Regions from separate parts of the Zea mays genome. Here region 1 is linked to region 2. Evidence: chromatin contacts called from public Hi-C data. All regions are on one chromosome and are shown on one strand. The core of a region is the stretch at or near the end of the contact, and the rest is flanking DNA. Distances in the headings are between cores, read along the strand shown.

Evidence for each region. Hi-C and Micro-C count contacts between places; a contact is called where the count stands out from the background.
Region 1: a Hi-C map of leaf shows a contact between it and region 2, with 2.7 times the contacts expected there. The contact joins two enhancer-like sites. A contact is called at or near these places in 10 of 25 Hi-C or Micro-C datasets (bundle sheath, ear, endosperm and 3 more).

Annotation. Positions count from the first base shown.
Region 1 is chr4:113,016,562-113,021,876 of Zm-B73-REFERENCE-NAM-5.0, reverse strand. No RefSeq gene overlaps it. Among protein-coding and RNA genes, the nearest start is that of LOC100216896, 190 kb to the left of the region's middle. Within about 2 kb of position 1,701, at least 8 of the 20 cell types and tissues checked have an H3K27ac peak or open chromatin away from gene starts, as enhancers often do. A contact at or near this core is called in bundle sheath, leaf and leaf mesophyll, where this site is marked.
Region 2 is chr4:112,740,911-112,746,114 of Zm-B73-REFERENCE-NAM-5.0, reverse strand. No RefSeq gene overlaps it. Among protein-coding and RNA genes, the nearest start is that of TRNAC-GCA, 180 kb to the right of the region's middle. Within about 2 kb of position 3,859, at least 19 of the 20 cell types and tissues checked have an H3K27ac peak or open chromatin away from gene starts, as enhancers often do. A contact at or near this core is called in bundle sheath, leaf and leaf mesophyll, where this site is marked.

The DNA of each region.
Region 1 (5,315 bases), core at 452-2,951, 280 kb before region 2:
TGTTTCTTTCGACCCGACCTGGTAAATGAAGCTGAGGAAAAGGTTCAACTTATCCAACGCAACCTGAAGATAGCACAGTCTCGTCATAAGAGTTATGCTAACCGAAAGCATCGACCCTTGGTGTTCAAGGTTGGTGATTATATCTATCTAAAGGTATCACTAATGAAAGGTGTTAATCGCTTTGGCGTCAAAGGAAAACTCGCACCTCGCTATATTGGTCCCTTCGGAATTATTCAACAGTGTGGACCAGTAGCTTATCGCCTTCAGTTGCCAGAGCATATGTCCGCAGTTCATAACGTGTGCCATGTATCACAATTGAAGAAATGTCTTCGAGTGCCAGAGCAAGCTATGGATGTCTCAGAGGCCAATCTCGAACCGGATCTGACTTATTCAGAATATCCAATTCGAGTATTAGATTAGAAGGATCGCATCACTCGAAGGAGAACAATCAAGTTTTATAAGGTGCAATGGAACAAACATTCTAAAGACGAAGCTACTTGGGAATCTGAAGATTTTCTTGTGGAGAATTTTCCAGATTTTCTTGCTTTGGTTTAAAAAACTTACAGTATTGTAATGTAATCGCTAGCCAGCAAGTGCAACTTGGTACATCATCCGGTTGGTGTGTAAAGAATTTCGAAGTGGTTGTGAATACTATCTTCTTCTTCTCCTCCTAACCTAAGCCTTTAGTTGTTCTTAAATCTCGGGGCAAGATTTCTTTTTAGGGGGGTTGTGCTATAACAACCTAGGTGTTAAGCGCCACTAAAATTTAAGCATGACATCATCTTGAGCATCAGCATCCCATGTGATTATTCTAAAAAGGTTAATCATGTGTTGCATTCACTTTAAAATAATATAACTTGTAATGCTTATGCATGGTTTGTGATGAAAATGTGTGTCAATTTGATAAAAGCCGTATTTAAGAATCGAAATTTTATTTTATGTTCTCAGGTAAAATAAAACTGGAGAAAGCTCTATTTTTATTTCTTGGTACAAAAAGTTTGTTTTGTTACCAGATAGGTCATTTGGGCGAGTAGCAAGGGGCTAGTCACTAAATAAATTACCAACATGGGGTAACAATAATTTTAAGAATCAAAATTAGGTCTTGCGGCTTGTGTCGCACTAGTTCGGATCAACATGTATCTGTTGATAAAAAATTGAATCCGAAATTGAGTCAAATAATAATTATTTAATTTGTTGTAGTATGAATTTTAGTCTAGATGTGTCATAATCTGAAAATCAAACCTTGGAGTGTTTATTGCATTAAAATGTATATCGACAAGGAGGTTATATATATTAAAAAAACAAATTTCTCTCTTATCCCATCGCTCAGCCATCCATGCCATGTACGTCTCCTCTCCCTAGAAAAACCCCGTACATCCTCATCCTTATTCCTGTGATGTACAGCTAACTTGAAAAAAAATCCTCAACCATCCTCATCGCCCTTATCCAGAATACGATCATCACTAGAAAATCTTCCCCACCGCCCATATCTCCCTCTCTTATCCTCTCACGTTACTCTTTCCTGTTTCCAGAATCCACTCGACACGGTTCCTGGTACCATGGTCGCCTCCTATATTCATCTGATGAAGCTCGGCTCCCTGGGAAATCCTTCGTCAACGCCCTTACCTGGATGTTTCTCCCTTGTGCGGGCAAGCCGTCCGGCGCCTGCAGGGATCCCTGTGGGTGCTCCATCCGTTTCCTTTCGCCTACAGCAACCTCGCTGGGCCGCTTTGCGACTGTGTTCAGCCCCGAGCCATCGACCACTGTTCCCAACAGCGCCGCGCTTCTCTGACCCTGACCCCAAACATCACAAGGACCTGCACGCGTGCTCCTCATCGAAGCGCTCGACAAACCTTGCCTCGCCAACGTCTCGCCAAGTTGTCAGACCCGTCCTCGAGTTTGGTGGAGTCCCAAGCTTGCACGCCGTCAACTCCCTGCTCGCCTCGCTTCGTTGTCATCGTTCACTATCTTCGTCCTCATCGTCTACCCCACCGATTCTCACGCCCAACTGGCCATCGTGCTCGGCGTGTTTTCCTCCGTGCAGATTCGCATGTTCCTTTCACTCCATCCGCTAGTCGTGTGGTAGAGAAGGTATAGTTGTTTGTTTGTTTGTATGTGTGGATGCAGGAGAAAAATCTGTTAGTAATGTAGTTTCGTGCGTCATAAGTTAGGTGTTTGGCGTAGTACATGAGTCGGGTTTGTCGCCATTTTCACGAATCTCAGCTTGGCCTTGGATTGCGTAGGCAAATTAGCTCACAGAATAATTTGAATAGATTGGAAGCGTGTTCAGTTAATCTATAAATTACCACTTAATTAAAAATACACTTACCTCTAATGAAATAAGTAACTAAATAGAAGTTTTAAAGTAATTAATTTGTTGCTCTGATTTTGGGTTTGTCTGAAGTCCATGGACCACAATTCAATAAGTTGACCCATGGCGTGTGTTTTATTTTGTCTCGGGTTCGACTCCTCTCGTTAGAGGAGTAGCTAGAGTTTTATTAAAGATTCAGGGTAAAAGTGTGCTGTGTCGGAGAGCTGCACGCAAATGTTATTATTTTAGATCCTTTATCCACTATGTGTTCATTTCATCATCGCATCATGATCATAGCATGCATCTTTACTTTATGTGTAGATCACGTTATCGATGGATCAATCGTCTACTGGAGTAATTTCTTGGAGGCTGGTCATCACCCTGAAGACTTGTGGCAAATTATTTTTGTTGGGGACTTGTTCTCAAATGCTGAGTTAAGAACAAGGCAACACAAATGTTAATGGTTAAAGACCTTCGTCTTTCGAAGCATTATCTCCCTGCGGATATAATGATCTTCAGACGAAGGTTATGAAGGACATACCTTCATAATTTCAGTATGTAATAATGAAAGCAGAAACATATGAAACATAGAAAAGAACATGTTAATCACATTAAACCATCAGATTATTTGTGTTCTCATTATATAATCATGAACAAGCATTGATGATATTAATTACATTTGTACCTTCGGCTTAACAGGAGGTGAGAATCCAAGAACGACGTGCAAGTGATTACAAGTCAGAGTGAACAGTACGGTGTTATTGTTCATCTATTTATAGGCACAGGACGCAGCCTGGGTAAAATTACATCCATGTCCTTGACACTTACTACTGACTAAGGAGTAATCATTCGAGGACTTGGCAGTATATTCTCCTTTAGGTCGGTTCCATTCTCCATCACCGCCCTTGCGCTAAGCCGAAGCTTCTTCATCCGTAGCTTCGAAATTGATTCATCCTTCTCCTGGATCGCTCCTTTCATGTCGTGCACACCTTCATCTCAAAGCCGAAGGTTCCTGTGACAGTATATTATACTTGGAAAGAATGTTAGTCGTGTTTTTGAGGACCTTCAGAAGATGAAGGCCCCCAACAGTAGCCCTCGCAATATTAATTTGTTCTTGTAACAACAATTTCAGACTGCGACATGAACGAAGGCCTTAAGCCGAAGGTCCGAAAAAACACCTTCCCTTCGCTAGAATAGCGAAAGTCAAGGACAAATGGGGCCCGTCAAGTTGCAATGCGCTAGGTGTATAAATAGAAACCCACAACAACAGCATTTGTTACGCCATTTCTGTTCCTCGTGTTATTTTCTCAAATTTTTAATTCTCTTGCCATCAACTCTTTCTTGATTTTCAATCTTTGTGATATATTGGAGTTTTGAAGAAATGTCTGAGGAGAAGAAGATGTCTGAGGTGACGAAGGTGGCCGAGGAGAAGAAGGTTGTGGACCCTTTTATTGCTGGGTTTTATGAATCTATGACAAAAACAAATACAGAGAAGATTACCAAGAAGATAATGGCGGATTTATCTGAAGATTCTGATGACAGTAATGATTTTTATGTGGAAAGTGGAGTGAAGATTCTGAAGATCGACACTGGCGGCCAAGCCATACTATCTTCGGAAAGTCGACCATTAAACAAAGTCAGGTTGACGCCATGAGGGGAAGGTACTTTCGTGATATGTCTATTGTGAAGGTTGGAGGAGACAGCACCGCCCCTGCTCCTGAAGAAAATGAAGTTGTTGTTTACCGAAGCTTTATGAAGGCAGGCCTTCGGTTCCCATTGAGCAAATTTGTGGTTGAAGTGTTGAAGATATTCCAGATCTTTCTTCATCAAATTACTCCCGAAGTTATAATTAGAATGGGGATGTGTTGTTTGGGTTGTAAGAAGCCAAGGGCTGGAACCGAGCGCAAAGTGCTTCTGCAATATGCACGAGCTATTGTACGAGACGAAGGCTACTGGAAAAGAACAGTATCACAACAACTTCGGTTGTTATGGATTTATTGCTCATCCCAATGCAAGCTACCCGGTTTTAACATTTCGAAAAAGATGGCCTAGGGCCTGGATGGAGGAATGGTTTTATGTCAAGAATGATCTGATTGAGAGGAAGGGCATTAAGGAGATTATCCAACGTCCCATCTGGTCTCGCTTCGGCCTTCGAAGGCCGAGGGTAGCATTTGAAAATGATGCCGAAGCGTGTCAAAAGGCTTTCAGCAATGTCTGTGCTTTCATTGGCACAAGAGACATAATCCAAGAGCACATAGTGTGACGGAACCTCCCAAGTCATTAGGCCCACCTACAGTTGTCCTTGTCCAACGGACCTCAGACAACCCTGTAGGTGCCCCTGAATCACTTGACAAGTTCGGTATATGCTTTTCTTACCTTTCCCAAGACCGTTTCACCGATCACGCAGACATTACAAGCATCGGAGTTACGAGAATGCGGAAGCAATTACATTAACTTATCTTTATTTAAAAGTAAGATAGAGTTGAATATTTACAGACCAGAATATAACCTACGAGTGCATAGTATTATTATTACACACCAACGGAGGCAAAAACCCCTCCCAATAAGTTTTAAACAAAAGTTTCTATGGAGGATCCTTTCCTCCAGCAGCTTTACTCCTAGTGTTCTTCCTTCGGTACCACCTTAGAACAGAAGCAACAAAAGTTGGTTGCTTCCTCACCTAAAAACAATGGGGAATAAAACCCTAAGTATGGAATTACTCAGCAAGTCTTACCCGACTAAAGAAAAGACTCTCAAGGGTATGCTGTTTATAAGGGAGTCAAGGTAAGGTTTCTCAATAATCAAAGACTCTGTTTTGTAGAAATGCTTACTAAAAGTGGATCCTTAAAAATCCAGTTTTATTTGTCCAGTTAAGTAAAATTACCTGTAACTAGGGTTCTTTCTACCATAGATCAATCACTTGACCTGCACTAGCCAATTTCTTAACAATCCCTTCATCTTTACTGGAGTTCTACGTATAGGTCAGTGACCAATTCTTCATAAC
Region 2 (5,204 bases), core at 2,610-5,109:
TATTTTATATTTATTGATTTGAATATCTAAACTATGACGTTCTATGAAATATCATTTTTGAATTTTTTCCATTAAATTTATTGTTAAATCTTATATAATACACTACTAGGTGAGTGCATGTGCGTCGCATGCCCGAGTTTCTCTTCGACGTCATCCCGGACGGCTCGTAGATATCGTCCTCCATCTCATAACTATATAACATACATTTGGTGTGTGTGTGTGTGCGTGCGTGCGTGCGTGCGTGTGTGTGTGTGTGTGTGTGCTACCAATAGAAGCAAAGAACCTGAAGCCCAAGTTTGGGGAAGCACCTGAGCAGTTGGATTTGCAAGTATAAAGCAAGTCGTGTCCTTATCACTTTCTTTGACCTAATAATATTTCTGATCTCACCAACACTTGCACTGTTAGGTTAGCTTGATGGGATCTAATATGTTACCTAGTTTTGTTTACCCTGTACCTTGTATACAAATGAATTATTGGGTTATCTTGTTATTGCTCTACCTAGTTTTTGAAATTAATGCTATATATGAATTATGGTCATGCTTTATTATTATTGCCAACATATTCTTTATTGTTCATGATAAGATCATTTTGTTAATTGGAACATGGAGTGACCACATGAGACAACAGTACTACCACAAGGGTGGAATGGGACACCCTTAGCCAATTAATTAGAAAAGCTAGTAAGCGATTACCTTACCCGAAAGGTCAAGCGGGGTGTGCATCGCTACAGAGCATAGTGCTGGATGTAATTACTGCGATCGGGTCACAGAATGTGGAACAAGGCCTATGCTCCCTTCTTCCTAAAACCGTAGTGGGTTTTGTCAAGCTAGTGGAACTTCGTAAAGGACTTGTAGTAGATACCTAAACCCAGGCTAAAAAGGAAACACATCCTATGGGTAAAGATGTGCAACCTCTGCAGAGTGTAAAACTGGTATATTAGTCATGCTCACGGTCATGAGCAGTTTGGACCCTCACATTAGTAATTTATGGAATTAAAGTTAGTCTGTCATGCATTGCATCATGGGATTTCAATATTGATCAAGTATTTAATTGAGATGGTATTTACTTATACTTAGTAATTGCTAATAAATTTTTTATCAATAAAATTAAAAGTAATGCTCACCCTTAATCATTTCATTAATAAGCCATACACTACACTATTACCCACACTTGTTGAGCAATGACCGTATGAGAGCTCACTCTTGCTTTAACCACACTAGGTAAAGAACATTTATCATCGGAGGAAGACCATGAAGATGAGTTTGGAAAGGTCTAAGCCATCATCTCCTAGTCAACTATGGATGTGGAGGATCATTGTCATCATATGGTGTAATTTATTTAATTATTTCGTACATAAATTATATTAATTAATAAAGATATAACATTGTTTTCTATACACTGAGTCATCATATTGTGAGACTTGATCCTAGCACACATGTGAGATGCATCTGGATTTGTCCTTAAATCCAGGTGTGACACCGAGTGTCGTATTGGAAGCCAGCGAGTTGGGACCGGAGAAGCGACCGTTGGCGGCAAAGAGGTGCCGGGGAGGGGAATGGAAGCGAGCAGCCTCCTCTCGAGGCCACCACCGTGGCTTGTAGAGGGCTTGGATTTTGGGGTGCCAATGGATCACAATCCAAATATTTCTTCGCAATAAGTTAGGGTCCTTAATAAATTTTAGTTCAAAAATGAATAGGAATAGAGCCCGATCATAATCCGATTCGTTTCTTAAATTTTATAGTGTAAAAGTTAGAGTCCATTACCGCCTCTACTTGGATTTGAGGCGCGCTTCCATTGGAAAGGGTGCAAAACTAATCTGATTTTTAGTTAATAGAACATTGGGTGCGCGTTCCAGTGCCTCAGAACTCTTGCAAGTTTTTAGTGTAAGGGCTAGTTTGGGAACTCCATTTTCTCAAGGGATTTCTATTTTCCCAAGGGAAAATAAACTAATTTCCCTTGAGAAATATAAATCCCTTAGGAAAATGAGGTTATCAAACTAACCCTAATACTGTGAAAGAACAAAAAACTATTGGATATAAAACATTACACATAAAAAAGACAATGGGATCCAACGGACAGAACGACACCGGCACACCGCAAAGACAACATTATCATAATGCCACTTTTGCTTTGACAAACAACTTCAACACAAATGCATATACCTTAATCTATGACATAATTAACCTGGTAAATAATTTCCAGATATCCTAAATCACACATCAGTTCGATAATAAATTTAGGACGCTTGATATTAAGCTCCTTACTTTTGGTGTACACTCGTGCACCTTTTGCTTGTAGACGCGCTTATGTAGGCCTAGAATTTTTCCCATCAAATGAAAACATGTACATCATGGATACAACTGTTGTACCGAATTATGCCGATGCTCTGGTGGTCAAGCACAAAAGGTTGTACTGAAGTAAGCCATGTCTAGCAAAGTCCTATAAATTTTCGGGGGTGTTTAGTTCTCCTGACTAAAGTTTAGTTCGTATCACATCAAACATTTGAATATCAATTAGGAGTATAAAATAATTAAGTTTAACAAATTTGTCACATCTTTTAGTTTTAATCTGTCAGACTATATTTAATACTCGTAATTTTCATTCAAATATTCAATGTGACATGAGCTAAACTTTAGCTTTGTCATAAAAATGGACATAATCCAAGAAATACCAAACAGATTTAATCCCTGGTAAGCTGCAGCAGACATCATCATCATGTCATGATTGATCATTGCCTAACCGATGCAAATAAGTGCTGGTGATCCTTGTGCTTATGCCGACAACATGCCACAAAGTTAAGTAAGCAGTTAATTCAAAAGGTGAATTAATTCCAACTCCGATCAAGAAAGACAAGACATGAGTCAAATATTGTAATTAGAATCTGTGTTTCAAGCTTGTTTGTCCAAGCCCAATCAAACAAGGATGAAACAATGCATCTGCGACACCGTGCCATGTTGGCCATAGAAAATTATGCAACAAATGGACTATATAAAGTCTGCAGCATGAATTTCATTATTATATTATAATTTAGACATCAGCTAATGACAATTAATACTAGGTGATTGACCTATAACCTATATATTGTTATCCTAAATGGCCGTTTAGACCGTTTAAACGCCATTTAAATGTTACTCAGTATAATCTGTTTATGCCGTTTAATCCGTTTAATCAAGTATAATCCGTTTTTTAGTTCGTTTCAACGTCTGTGTAATCCGATGAAACGTTAATCAAAGGATGACCGACTGTTTACCGTTTAGGATAACATGTTTACATGCGGTATAATTTTTTAGTGGTAGCCCAAATAGAAAAGGTACACTAGCTAGTCTATTATCTAGGGAACTAGCTAGTCTATTATCTAGGGAACTAAACACTCTACTATTAGCTAATTTTTAGCTCGGATAGAACAAACAGGACCTTGTTGTATTGGTATGGATGAGTATGGTGTTTATAGCAACAATATTGTTAAATCATGTTTAACCATCGTATATTGCACGTGCTCTAAACAACTCCTGTTTCGAGGGTTTCCTAGTTTTGCGGTTAGTGTCGTGTGCCCAACTGCCGACAAAGCCATGGCAGTAGGAACATAGCAGCTTCCAATCGGACGCGGCGAGCAAACGCGATGGATCCGCCCAGAATGCGTGCCTGCTTTGGACGCAAACCTCACCTAACCATTGGTCGCCGCGCCTGCTCGTCTCTTCTACCACCCGAACACCGAGCAGTGTCAGGAACCGAGGCAGCACGTGCCGCCAAGCCGGACGGTGGGTGACTCGGATCCTCGTCACGCGCTCCTCTGGGTCCGGCGCCCACGCCAATCAGACGCAGATCGCACCGACACGACGCTCCTGGAACGCCCGTCTGGCCACACGGCCACACCGACGTGTGTCGTTCGTGACGCGGCGAGCGCGACAACTCTAGTACTGTTGGTTGACTCCTGCAACTCCAGACTCAGAGCGCGTCACGCCGGCCCGGACTGCCTTACCTGACGTTACGTCACGTAGCTGCGGCATCGGCACCAACCAACAAGGGAAGCCACCCGGCCCCTAGCCGTTCCACCGGATTTGGAGAAGTAATTTTATTTGACAAGCTGGAAAGCGCTTTACGAGTAAGATCTCAAAGAGTATCTAATCCTGACTCCTTACCGCGGGATAAGTTCCTTTCCCCACACTTATGTAAACGAGAAAAAAATCTTCTCCGACGAGTAAATGGTACAAGGAAGCATTTTTTATCCCTGTTTCTGTGAGAGCTCGTTAAACTTTCACGTGACGATATATTTCATGTAATAATTAATGAAAAAAATAAGTAATCATTTTGTCACGAGATCATTCATTATGCAAATGTTTTCATTTTGATGTACATATAATGATTTTTTACATTTGATAACATATAAGTGACAATGTTGTACATTAATGACAAAGGAAGTATGTCCTAATTATAATTTAAGCTAGAACAAAGATTCCCGTCGGAGATTTATCCCTGCGAGGAATGGGGATGGAAAATAAATGTCCCCCGCAAGCGTTTGTTGGGATCACTGCGGGGAAATTTCTTGTAGCAGGGACAAGGATGGGAAGCTTCCCGTTGCCATCCCTATTTATGAGTGACTTGCAAAACTCTCTTTGCCTGTTTTTGATCAGCATTTTGGCCGGAGAATGCATTGCAGGCTTTCACGGTTTCACCTCTCTTCTTTGTAGGAAGGCACGTAAAAAACCCCAATCCTAAGAGTCCCGAGATCTTTAACCTCCAGATCCGACGGTGGAGGCATGTGCGGGCAGGGTGTAGTTACCTCTTTTTTCGCCACTGCCTGTGAAATAGATCCAGTAGTAATAGAAGCATCTAGGGGTTGTTTGGTTTGCTGCATAAGGCACCACAACATGCCTAACTTTTCTGCCTAAGCTTAGTTCTTCAATTCGAACGACTAAGCTTAGGCAGATTGTGGCGCCTTAAGTAGAAAACCAAACAAACTAGTATTTTGTTAACTTGTTCCTTATAAGCTAATAATAAATAGAAGAATGATGAATAAAATGTTCCATCAATGTTGGATGAAATAATCTAAGGGGAGGCACACACGCTTCGAAGGAGCGTCGTTGTCCCAGCGTCTTCGCCAGCATTACTACACATGTTTCAGCGTTCCGATGGTTAGATCCATCATCCCTTCGTGTTAAACCATCGTTCACTTGGTTGGTTCTATAACCTTGCCTTGAGTCGTC